Regions from separate parts of the Canis lupus genome. Here region 1 is linked to region 2. A link is a contact called in public Hi-C data. All regions are on one chromosome and are shown on one strand. The core of a region is the stretch at or near the end of the contact, and the rest is flanking DNA. Distances in the headings are between cores, read along the strand shown. Region 1 holds the start of RIF1 (telomere-associated protein RIF1). Region 2 holds the start of MMADHC (cobalamin trafficking protein CblD).

Region 1 (6,104 bases), core at 147-2,646, 1.6 Mb before region 2:
AGCGGTTGAGCCTCTGCCTTCAGCCCAGGGCGTGATCCTGAAGTCCCAGGATCGAGTCCCACATCGTGCTCCCTGCATGGAGCTTGCCTCTCTCTCTTTCTTATGAATAAACAAATAAAATCTTAAGAAAAAAAAAGGAGGGGGGCGGAAATCCCTGGGTGGCTCAGCGGTTTGGCGCCTGCCTTTGGCCCAGGGCGCGATCCTGGAGTCCCGGGATCGAGTCCCACATCAGGCTCCCGGCATGGAGCCTACTTCTCCCCCGGCCTGTGTCTCTGCCCCCCCCCCCTCTGTCATAAATAAATCTTTAAAAAAAAAAAAAAAAAAAAAGGAAGTACTTGGCGCCTAATAAATCCACAAACGGCCCTGTAGGAATCGCACTCTTATACCAAGCCTTTTTTTTTTTGGAGTCAGCTTAGAACTTTCCACCACACACATATAGACCCCCCCAAAAAAAAAAACAACTATTCAGTAAACGGATACATACTTTCAAAACTCTGAGGAGCTGGGGAAGCCTTTTCTCGATTTCCGTAACGACTTCTTTCCCATCTTCTCCAGTCATTCGACTTAAAATCAGAGAGGACACAAGCTCACCCACATGGCGCGCGGAGGGCACGGCGGGGCGCCCCGCACCCAGGCCTAAGGACCCCCCCCCCCCCGAGGGCAGCGCCACGGGGCACCGCGCGTGACACGAACGCGCAGGAACGGCCGCCGAGGGGGCTTCCGCACGCACGGGGCGGGGGGCGGGGGGCGGAGGGGGCCACGCGACGCCACACGCTACAGTGAGCGGCCGTGGTTTTCCAACAGTTGTTACCCGGCGGGCGTCGGCACCTGCAGGGCGCGGAGGCCGGGGTCGTCGGGGCCCAGAGCCGCCCGCCGCCGCGCCCGCCGGACACCGAACTTCCAGCCAACTTCCGCGGCGCGGCGCGGCTCGGCTCGGGCGGCGGGGCCCACGTGCGGGCTCCCCGCCCCCCCCCCCCCGCGGGGGACCCCCGCCCCCGCCCCCCGCAGCCTCACCTGCTCAGGGCCAGGTAAGCGTCGGCCTGCTCTCCGGGCGCGGCGGACGCGTCGTCGAGCGTCTCCAGCAGCGGCGCCAGGGGGCTCCCGGCCGGGGCCGTCATGTCGGCCGCCCTGCGCACGGACCGGAAGAGGACGCGACCCCTTGACCGCCCGGCCTCCCGCCCCCGCGTCCGGGCCGCTAACCGCCCCCCGCGCCCCCGCCCGGGCCGCCCCGCCGCCGCTCTCCCGGGCAGCTCCCCACGGGGGGGGGCGGGGCGGCGGGCCGAGGTCCGCCCGCGGGCCCGGCGCTTACCCCACGCACGCACAGCAGGGCCGTGTCCTCCCGCGGCGCCCGACCCCGCCGAACGCGACTCCCCGGCGCGGCCTGTTTACTCTCGCGTGCGGCCCGCTCCCGGCGGGACCAAGATGGCGGCGGGGGCGGGCCCGCGGGCGCGCGGGAGTCGGGCAGGCCTGGCCGCGGAGCCCCGAGCGAGTCCAACAGGGCGGCGGCGCGCCGACGTCATCGATGGCCCCGCCCATCGCGGGGCCCCTCCCGGGGGCGGGCTCTGGCTGCGGACTGCGCCTGCGCCTGCGCCTGCGCCTGCGCCTGCGCCTGCGCGGGCGGGGCCTCGGCGCTCGGGCGGGGGCGTGTCCTTTCCTCCACGTCACTTGGCGGGAGGAGGTGGCTGCAGGGGCGTGACCCCGGGTCCCCGATCCTGTCCCCAGCGGGCCCCCCGCAGGGCGCCTGCTGCTCCCCAGGCCTGGGTCTCCGCCCCCCAACTCTGTGTCTCTTCAATGCATAAATAAAATCTTTTAAAAAAAAGACTAGAGTTGCATTTAGATTGCTGTGGATTCCAACCCTGGCTCTGTGTGACTTCAGCAAATTAGCCAACCTTACTTTTTTTTTTTTTTTTTTTTAAGGTTTTATTTATGCAGGGAGCCCCCTGCGGGACCCACCGCTGAGCTGCCCAGATGCCCCATGACCAACCTTTCTAGGCCTCCGTTTCCAACTCCGGAAAATAGGGATGGTCAAGGTAACCACGGCAGGTGAAAGTGAAGTGAGAACAAGTAGGAAAGGAGCCCTGGGTGTTAATTGAATTTAAATTTAAAAAAAAAAAATTTTTTTTTTTTTTTTTAAGAAGCCTTTGGTTTTCACATTTTAAGTGTTCATAACAATGGCCTGGGGATATTTGTGGTTAAACTGCCAGATTTCTGGGCCCCACCCTTAGACCTTGTGATTCCGAGGATTCAGTAGGTAGCTCCCAAAGATCTGCATTCTTTAATGTAGGCCCCAGGTGTTGAAGGGTGGGACTTGGCGGGGACTTCAGGCGCGGAGAAAGGACTGTGTATACTCTTGACTATTAAAGTATCACCCTCCCTTTTCCTAGGCCTCAGACCTGCCCACATCGCGCAGGATAAGACCAACCTCACACTGGGCATCTTATTTTTTGTTGTTGTTGTTTGCTTTACTTTTTTCTTTTTTTCTTTCTGATGCCACTATTATTTTTATTTATTTTTATTTTGTTTTATTTTTATTGCAGTCCAATTTGCCAACATATAGCGTAACACCCGTGGCATCTTAGACTCAGCAGCAAGCGGTTCTTCCACATTGGCCTCACAGGTTTCAGATCCCCCACCTCTCCAGCCTCCACTTACAGACTCTACAACTCTCAGCTGCAGAGGTGGGTGCTGCATTTTGCCCTTCTCCGCCTCTAGCCAGGTGTCTGCCAAACTAAACGCTCAATACAGAACATGTTTCTTAAGAAAAAAAAATGGAGGAAGAGAGGGAAGGAGACACACCGATTTTGTGAGCCAAGCTATGGAAATTAAAGACTTAAAAAACAGTGAAGAGTTGTAAGTCTGGGTAAAATGTAGAGACACTGTAGAAGTAATCATACAGAAAATTTTCAGCACAGCCTGATAATGAGTTCTATAAGCTTCAGAGGGGAAAGGGCTCATTTTGTGGGGTTTGGCAAGACAAGATACTTAAGGTAAAGAAGTTATTACACAATAAATGAAATATGGACAAGTTGGCAACATAAGATTTCAGTAAAGTAGACCTGTTGTAGGTTGTAGACCTGTTACTGAAAGTAAGAGAGTATCTTAAAACCATAATATTAAAAAAAAAACACATAATATTTTTATGGTGGCTATGAGATTACTGAAAACACTGAGCTTGCCTTAAGACAGTACCTCCGCCCAGTCCTTCTGTGCCTTCCTGTGCTTTATTCTTCCAACACTATCACTGATACTGCATTATATACCTAGATTTTATTGTGTCTCTATCCGTGAGAATGGAAATTCCTTGAGTATAGGGACTTTGTTTTATTCATTTTTTTCCCTATTTATATCCCATTTACAAAGAAGAGGTTGGGGTGGTCATGTTGCTTGTACCTCTTTCGAATGCATAGTCCTGTGATCTTCCTAAAATGTTTCATAGTATTATTGTCACTACTGAGACTGAAATCCTTCCCATCAATCATAGAATAAATTTCAAAACTTTTGATGTAACACGTAGGCCTGTGATGATTGGGCCACTGCTAACGTTTCATCTCCACCCTTATCCCCACCTCAGCCAAGTTTTGAACAGTCTACCACGATCTCTAACTCTTCTGTCGTTGAAGATCTGTGGTGTTCCTTGTGTATAGAACATTAACTCCCTTTTTCAAGTGTGATAAATCAGAGTAGATTAAAACCACGCCTTTTTATTAAGTCCTTCCCGTTTATTCTTTCCCCAAGGAAAATTATTTAATTTTTTAAAATATTTATTTATTTATATATTCATGAGAGACAGAGAGGCAGAGATCCAGACTGAGGGAGAAGCAGGCTCCCTATAGGGAGCCCCACCTGGGACTTCATATCAGGACCCCGGGGTCACGCCCCAGCCCGAAGGGAGGCGCTCAACCAGCCACCCAAGTGCCCCTCCCCAAGGAAATTAAATGCTTCTGCCTTCATGCTGACATAGTTCCTTTTTTTTTTTTTTTTGGAAACCTGTTAAATATCTCAGTAATTTATTGTTATTTACTTTTTTTTTAAAGATTTTAAGTAATCTCTGCACTCAAAAAAAAAAAAAAAACGTAATCTCTACACCAAATGTATACCTCAAACTCAACAACCCCGAGATCAAGAGTTGCACACTCCACAGACTGAGTCAGCCCCACGTCCTATCATTGTTCAGTTCTGTATGTCTGAGCGGCCAAGTGCAGGGTTGGTCTGAGGAGAATTAGTTGTAGCCTGATATCAATCAGTGCCCCCAATCTTTTTTGGTATTTTCTCATCTAAGGTGCTAAGAGATTACACAGAGTCTAGACAAATCCTCTTCCCCACCCAGACCCTTCTCTCCACACCCTTCCAAAGAGATTGTTATCCCTTTTCTTTTAAAAAAAAGGATTTTATTTATTCACAAGAGACACACAGAGAGAGGCAGAGACGCAGACAGAGGGAGAAGCAAGCTCCCTGCAGGGAGCCCGTGGGACTCCATCCCAGGACCCCAGGGTCACACCCTGAACTAAAAGCAGACGCCCCACCCCTGAGCACCCCCCTTCCCCAGGCATCCCCTTAAGCTTCTCTTTTGTAGAAATTCTGGAACTACTACCATAGATCTTCTCTTACTAGGCAATAAATTCATAGTACCAGGCATTCATTAAGTACATTTTGTTGTTGTTGTTATTTTTCATAATTACATTTTTAAAAAGATTTTATTTATTCATGAGATACACAGAGGGAGAGGCAGAAACACAGGCAGAGGGAGAAGCAGGCTACATGCAGGGAGCCCGATGTGGGGTCATGCCCTGGGCTGAAGGCAGACGCTCAACCCCTGAGCCCCCAAGCGTACCATATAATTACATTTTTAATTAAATTTTTTATGTATTAATTCATCTGTCCTTTCATCTAATTATCCAACCAATATACAATTCCTGTCTCTCTGCCTCTTCAAACCGTAAATCTCTTTTTCTCCTCAGAACATCATAAAAAGCCTTGCACCTTCAATCCAGTGTCACTTCTAACTTGCACATTTCTGTCTCTAACCACCACATTACTCAGCAAATATCAAGCCTATAATCTTAGGTCTCTCAATGACAACTTTCTCCTACTTGCCCCCAGTAGTCCTAATGATATTTTCTATCTAATAGGTGTTAGACCTGTCCACCTAATATCTACCTGGGATCCCAATCTGTGGCCTGAACATAATCATTTCAAGATTATAAAATTGCTTTTTTAACTGCTTTTCATTGAGTGCTAGATGTTGTGTGTACATTATCTCATTTACTCCTCACAGTGGTTCTAAAACAGTGAAGTACTCTTCCTGGATTTACAAATAAGCTAAAAGAGTTAAATAGAGAACTTTAATGTTTTCATACAGAACTCCAAAGCTAACTTATTTAAGTGACATTCATTCATCAGCATTTAACGAGCTCTACCCTGCATAAAGCACCGTGGTGGTATGGTTTCATAATAGATGTATTCTTGAACATGGTTTAGAAGAATTCAGTATAAAGAGTCCTATGGAAGCTCACTGTTTACAGGACTCCTGTAGTTATTCCTTTAGTAAAGTATCTATCTGTGATCCAAATTACTGGAGTTAATGTAATAGCCCAGCTTTGGAACCAAATAGATGAGGATTCAAATAGTGGCTCTGCCACTGTGTGACTTAAGATCTTCAAGTAAAATACTTAACTTCACCATGTCTTCAGCAAATAAATGGAAAGAGGGGCACCTGGGTGGCTCAGTTGGTTAAGCATCCAAGCATCCAACTCTTGGTTTCCGCTCAGGTCTTGATCTCAGGGTCGTGAGATCAAGAACCCTGAATAGAGCCCGGCATCAGTCTCCTAGCTGAGCATGGAGTCCACTTGGGATTCGCTCTCCTTCTCCCTTCAGGCTTGTGCATTCAGGCTTGTGCATTCTCTCTCTCTCTCTCTCTCTCTCTCTCTCTTAAATAAATAAATACATCTTTTTTAACAAACAGAAAAACACCAACATCAAAGTTCAGTAAACAGTAACTATTATTGCCCATTGTCTAGCACAAATCCTAGCACATGGTATTTAACAAGTGCTTATTATAGGATTATGTAAGTAAAGTATATTAATTGAAAAGTTTATAAATTTTT
Region 2 (6,588 bases), core at 2,444-4,943:
CTGGCCTCTGAATAGTCTCGTAATCTGGTGAACGGATCCATTTCTACAGTTTTGCCAAGGTCCTGGCTTATCTGAAGCAGCAGCACAATCTGAGAGAGAGTGAAAGGGAGAAGCAGGCAGGAGTGAACCGAAGTAAGCGGAGAGACAGCTACTCACCCCTTCGTCTTCCGCGCTGTATTGTTGTGGAAGGCATAGGGGTTTCGGAGCCAGACAAATCCCGGGTTTGATCCCATAGTCACCACTGCAGGTAGTTGTATGGCAGCAGGCAGTTTGGGCCCAAGGGTCAGTGTCTCCCCTCACGCAGTACAGACCCTACTCCTCTCCCAGCCCAGGTGTTGGGTAGCTAGATGCCAGGAGCTACGCAGCCTGGAAAGCAGCAGCGGCTACCGGCAGCTGGTTATTAACGATCCACACTTCGGCATCTACTCAGCAAACATGTACTGGTCCCCCCACCCCCACCGCCCCCCGGCTCTGTGGCAGGAATATAGTAAAGTGCTGGGGATGCAGTGAACAAGCAGATGAAGCCTCTGTCCTCGGGAAGTTTGTTTCACCCTCGGAGTATCTACTTATCAAAATTCCACCCCCCGTACCCTGCTCCACTGAAATTCCTCTGGCAGTCACGGCCACTGGATTTATCAAATAAAATGAACCTCGCTAAGATCTTTCTGTAGCACCTAATAATATGAGCAACGGCCATCATTCCTGACATCTAACACTCCTGATTTCCTTCTCCTTTCTGAAACCTGCCAGTCTTGTTGCTAGGTTTTCTTCTGTTACCCCTCTAATTAGTGTTTCCTGGTATCCTGACTTTGCCCTTTTACTTTTACACTCTACACTAGTATGTCCTGGACTAACGGAGCCACGAACTCCTTTAACAATCTGAAGCTATGCACCCTCTCCCTATGGGGGAAAAATAATGAATCTACTTACAAATATACAAAAATCTGCATAAGAGTTTCACTGATCTTTCTCCCTTCCCATAAAGCCCATCATTGAACTTTAGGTTAAGGGGTTCCCATGGTGTTCATTACTACCCATATGCCAATGACTCTCAAATCTCGGTCTCCTGTACAAACCACTTTCTTGAGCAATAGGCCTACTTTCAGATGACTTATTGGCAAGTCCACCTGAACTCCACATAGGCGTCTTCAAGCCAAGGATGGCCATCTTTCTCCAAACACCTGTTCTGCTTCTGGAGAACGTGAAGTGTGGAAAAGAGAACACTATTTTCGAACCTAACAGAGATTTGTATTTTTTTTAAGATTTTATTTATTTATTCGTTTTTGGTTTTGTTTTAATTTTTATTTATTTATGATAGTCACACAGAGAGAGAGCGAGAGAGGCAGAGACACAGGCAGAGGGAGAAGCAGGCTCCATGCAGGGAGCCTGATGCGGGACTCGATCCTGGGTCTCCAGGATCAAATCCTGGGCCAAAGGCAGGCGCTCAACCGCTGAGCCACCCAGGGATCCCCCCCCCCTCGATTTTATTTATTTATTTATTTATTTATTTATTACAGACACAGGCAGAGGGAGAAGCAGGCTCGCTGTGGGGGGCCTGATGCGGGACTCGATCCCGGATCCCGAGCCGCCCAGGTGCCCCAGACCCAGACTTAAGTCCAGACCTGGAAGCTTCGGAAGCATCCTTACCCTCTTTCTCCTTCCATTTCTTCATATGTGACACGAGGTTGATGACACCTCTACTTGCTATAGTGCCAGGAGCCTTAAAGCAAATAATGCAAAAATCCCCACCCAAGTGCCACCACAGAGTGCACGACCCACAAGTACTGATATTACCGGGTTTCAAATAAAGCAAAAGCAACTCTGTCTCCCGAATACCCTGGTTCATGAACCCGGGAGTCCTCCTCACGGGCCCTTCCAGCCGCCCTCTAAACGCCCTCTAAACGGCGGCAGCAGCGGGTCTCCCCGAGGCGCCAGCGCCGTCAGGCCGGGGCCCCGCTGCACCCTTCGCAGCTGCTCCCCGCCGCCTCCAGGACCACGGCGACCCGTGCCCTCGACCACCTGCGGGCCGAGGCGGCACGAGCTGCGGACCCCACGGCCGCTCCCCCCGACACATCTTTTCTCGGCTTTCGGACCAAGCCCGGTTCATCCTTCCAGTCACGCGCGGCGGGGGCGGCGGGGGCGGCGGGGGCGGCGGGGACGGCGGGGGCGGCGGGGACGGCGGGGGGCGTCTGCCTGCGGCCCAGGCCGTGACCCGGTCCCGGATCCAGTCCCACGTCGGGCTCCCCGCATGGAGCCTGCTTCTCCCTCTGCCTGCGTCTCCGTGTCTCTCAAGAATAAATAAATAAATGAATAAAATCTTTTTTAAAAATTAAAAAAAAAAAAAGTTCGAGGGTGCCGGGGGCCCAGCGGTGAGCACCGCCAGCGGCCCAGGCCGTGACCCGGTCCCGGATCGAATCCCACGTCGGGCTCCCGGTGCATGGAGCCTGCTTCTCCCTCTGCCTGCGTCTCTGCCTCTCTCTCTCTCTCTCTCTCTGTGTGACTATCATAAATAAATAAAAATTAAAACAAAAACGAATAAATAAAATCTTTTTTAAAAATTAAAAAAAAAAAAGTTCAAGGGTGCCGGGGGCCCAGCGGTGAGCGCCGCCTGTGGCCCAGGCCGTGACCCGGTCCCGGATCGAGGCCCACGTCGGGCTCCCTGTGAGGAGCCTGCTTCTCCCTCTGCCTGCGTCTCCGTGTCTCTCAAGAATAAATAAATGAATAAAATCTTTTTTAAAAATTAAAAAAAAAAAAAAGTTCGAGGGTGCCGGGGGCTGAGCGGTGAGCGCCGCCTGCGGCCCAGGGCGTGACCCGGGTCACGGGGTCGAGGCCCGCGTCGGGCTCCCTGCATGGAGCCTGCTTCTCCCTCTGCCTGCGTCTCTGCCTCTCTCTCTCTCTCTGTGTGTGACTATCATAAATAAATAAAAATTAAAACAAAAACAAATAAATAAAATCTTTTTTAAAAATTAAAAAAAAAGTTCAAGGGTGCCGGGGGCTCAGCGGTGAGCGCCGCCTGCGGCCCAGGGCGTGACCCGGGTCACGGGGTCGAGGCCCACGTCGGGCTCCCTGTGAGGAGCCTGCTTCTCCGTGTCTCTCAAGAATAAATAAATAAATAAAATCTTTTTTAAAAATTAAAAAAAAAAAAAGTTCAAGGGTGCCGGGGGCCCAGCGGTGAGCGCCGCCTGCGGCCCAGGGCGTGACCCGGGTCACGGGGTCGACGGGCTCCCCGCGGGGCGCCGGCGTCTCGGCCTCCCTCCGTGCCTCTCAGGAATAAATGAATAAAATCCTAAAGTAAGATAAAATAATAAAATAAGTATGGACTTCAGTCAGAACCTGAGGAGCGGGTCCAGCTGCCCGTGCGGCCGTGAGCGCCGGCCACGGAGCCGCCCAGGGCCCGGGACGCGCAGGAAGCTCGTCCGGGCTCGAGCCCAGCGGCTCGCGGGCTGACAACCGCGCCCCGACCGGCGGGAGCCCGCGTCCTCCGGCGGCAGCACGACGCGAGGCCTCTCACCCGGCCCCGGGACGGACGCGGAGCACCGGGAGCCTCGCGCCGGCCGGGGGGGGGCGCGGGGCGGGGGGCGCGGGGCGCGTCCACCCACGACGCCCACGGCGGCGGCCCCGGTGTGCGCCTGCGCGTGCGCATCATCCCGCCGACGCTCCTCCGCATCGATGTGTGCGGAAGCCGCTGCTCCGGCCTGGTCGCCGCCGGCGTAGGCGCTCGCCGCGCTGCCGTCGCGGCCGCCATTTTGACGGCGGAGCCAGTGCGGGCCCGGGACGGCTGGCGGCGGCGGCGGCTTCCACCGTGTCGGACCCTCCGAATGCGCCCGTCTGGGGGCCACCGCGCTCGGTATGGCCCCTGCCCCGACAGGCTCCCTGTGGCCAGGCTGTCCCCGTCAGCCCCGGCCCAGCGCTCGTCCGGAGCTGCTGTGGAGCCGCCGGCCCTGAGGACCGTGTCCCGGGCCGGCACGGACTCCTGCTTCCCCGCCGTCACCGGGCCCCAGCTGCTCGCGGGAGCGGGGGGGGGAAGGGGGCTTGGGGGCGGGGCCCTGCGGGGGCGTTGGGGGTGGGGCGCACTTCCGGGGAGCGCTCGGGCGTCGGGGGCGGGGCCCTGTGGGGGGGGCGCGCACTTCCGGGGAGCTCGGGGGTGGAGCCCTGCTTGGGGGCTGGACGGACTTCCGGGAGCGCTCGGACGTCGGGGCGGGCCCTGCGGGGCGCGGGGGAGGGCGCACTTCCGGGAGCGCTCGGGCGTCGGGGGCGGGGCCCTGCGGGACGCGGGGGGCAGACTTCCGGGGAGCGCTCGGGCGTCGGGGGCGGGGTCTTGCTGGGGGTGCACTTCCGGGGAGCGCTGCGGCGTCGGGGGCGGGGTTCTGCGGGGGGGGGGCGCCCTTCCGGGGAGCGCGGGGGCGTCGGGGGCGGGGCCCTGCGGGGGTGGGCTTGGGGGCGGGGTGCACTTCCGGGGAGCGCGCGGGCGTCGGGGCGGGGCGGCGGCGCGCCCCGGAGCTGGCGCCGGGTGGGTCACCAGGCTGCTGTGTTTTGTCGGTCCCCCAGGGGTAGAGCTTCACGGAAGGGACGATCGCCGGCGTCCGCCCTCCCCGCCGGAAATGGCCACCGTGAGTACACGCCGCCGTGGTTGGCAAGTGGGTTTCGGGACGGCGGCCTCGGCGGCCTGTTTCTCGCGCTCGGACGCGCTGTGTGAGAAGTGTCGCGGGCAGCGGGGGGAGGGGCGGGTGTGGACAGCGCGGCGCGCCCCGAGGGTGGTTCGAACACGGACGTTTTCGTCGGTCCCGGGTCCCCGCGCCTGCGAGTCCGTGTTTGGACACGAAGCCAGTGCCCGGATCCTTGCAACGTTTTCAGAAGACAGTAGTCAGTGGGTACTCGGAATCTGCCTTTAAGCTTTTTTTTTTTTTTTAATTACCCGGGTTAGCTACACGGGAAGGTTTTCGTAGCCGTCCCGGGATAGCGGGACCTCCCGCACCCTGCAGGACGGGCGCCAGGGAGGCGGGCCCGTAGCCCGGGAGTCCCGGTGGGCGGCGGCCGGGCGGTGGGATGCAGCTCACCGCGGAGCTCCGGGCCAAGGCGATCGCAGAAGCACTTCATCGGAGTTCCGAGAAGACGCTGGGATCCAGATAATTGGAGATTTTAATTTAATTTAACTTATTTATTCATGAGAGACACAGGCCGAGGGAGAAGCAGGCTCCCTGCAGGGAGCCCCACGCGGCGGGACTCGGGACCTCGGGGTCACGCCCTGGCCCGAAGGCAGAGGCTCAACCGCTGAGCCGCCCGGGCCGCCCGGTAATTGGCGATTTTAATGGAACAGCGGGGGATTGGTCTTCAGAGTCCCTCTCCCCTCCGTTTCAAAAACTCCAGAAGACCCTTCCGCCTTGCGCAACGCGGAAGAGCGGGAAGTGAGGTTGGGACCAGGGAACCTTGCATGTCACGCTCAGGGTTTAGATTCGATTCTTTGGTAAAGCTGTGGTCCTTTGATCAGAGCCGTGTGAGGAGGATACAGATGGCAGCCTTTAGCCAGGGTAGTATTCCCCTAAGGGAACGTGGTAGGTTGAGAGTCTAGTGATGTGAGTGCAGGGCCAGGTCATAAACGTGGACCACTGTCTTGGACCCACTCTAGGGTGACTTTCTACTTAAAAGCACAGGAAGGGAATGTTGTAAAAGAAGCCTGAGGTGTTCTCAAAACAGACATTAATTAGAATAGAATGCGAATGTTTAACTTGGCTTTGTTTTCATTTAAACGGATTAGCTCAGCAAGGTGACTGTTTCCTAAGGTGCTTTCATAGATCCTTTTATTGTTAGAAGTTCCGATAAAGTTTCAGTATTCAAATATACTTTTGAAAATTTGTGTTTGCGTTGTAAACACTGAATGCAAGTATGTGTGTCTTCCACATTGTAGGTAACATAGGTAGCAAGAGTCATAAATGTCTCCGCTTTGAAAGCTGGACCAGTAAATCAAGATGCCTTGGTGGGAACTTTGACAAACTGCAATTTTCATTTGTGATCCGGCAACAGGAGGAGCCTTTCTTTAGCTACAACGATTTGTTATTTAAGCCATTTGGGAATATGAATCCAATGCTGTGAGCTCTTCTGAGTTTTCAAGAATAGCTGAAAATTTGGACTTTTTCGGTGAAATCTGTGATTTTTCAATATTTATATCCGACACAAATTTCTTAGGATTTCTTATAACATCCCACTCAAATTCCTTTTGTGTGGACCACACAAAAATGTCTGAAGATAGGTATGGATGAATTTCCTAGAATGTGGATGAATTTCTTAATAATAAGCTTTCAGTCTTTGTTATAGAGCCTGTTTTCTGCTCACATAACCCAAAACGGGACTTAGTCCTAAAAGAGTGTCAAAAAGACATTTCTCCTTATACTACTAAGGACTTTAAAGTTATATTTTAATAACCTGTTTTCTTCCCAAGTCTAGAATCTTAGGTTTTGAAGTAGTCATATACAAAATCACGCTTATCCTCATACTGAGATAAACAGGCTGTTCTCTAATTTTTGAGTCATTTATTGGTTGTCACTTTTAGTTATATTTATCACTTTTAGTTATATTTACCAGCCGACCCAA

What was found. A called contact is a pair of places that touch in the nucleus more often than the background predicts.
Region 1: a Hi-C map of blood shows a contact between it and region 2, with 6 times the contacts expected there. The contact joins the promoter of RIF1 here to the promoter of MMADHC in region 2. A contact is called at or near these places in 7 of 9 Hi-C or Micro-C datasets (amygdala, blood, liver and 1 more).

What each region holds. Positions count from the first base shown.
Region 1 is chr19:54,417,916-54,424,019 of UU_Cfam_GSD_1.0, reverse strand. It overlaps RIF1 (telomere-associated protein RIF1), which reads right to left and starts at 1,396. Exons shown (of 35, transcript XM_038565196.1): 1 at 1,310-1,396; 2 at 1,015-1,128; 3 at 485-563. The coding sequence starts at 1,118. It overlaps LOC102153280 (a long non-coding RNA gene), which reads left to right and starts at 973. Exons shown (of 3, transcript XR_005374335.1): 1 at 973-1,028; 2 at 1,918-2,030; 3 at 2,538-2,840.
Region 2 is chr19:52,827,383-52,833,970 of UU_Cfam_GSD_1.0, reverse strand. It overlaps MMADHC (cobalamin trafficking protein CblD), which reads left to right and starts at 3,693. Exons shown (of 8, transcript XM_038565188.1): 1 at 3,693-3,847; 2 at 4,549-4,610. The coding sequence starts at 4,602.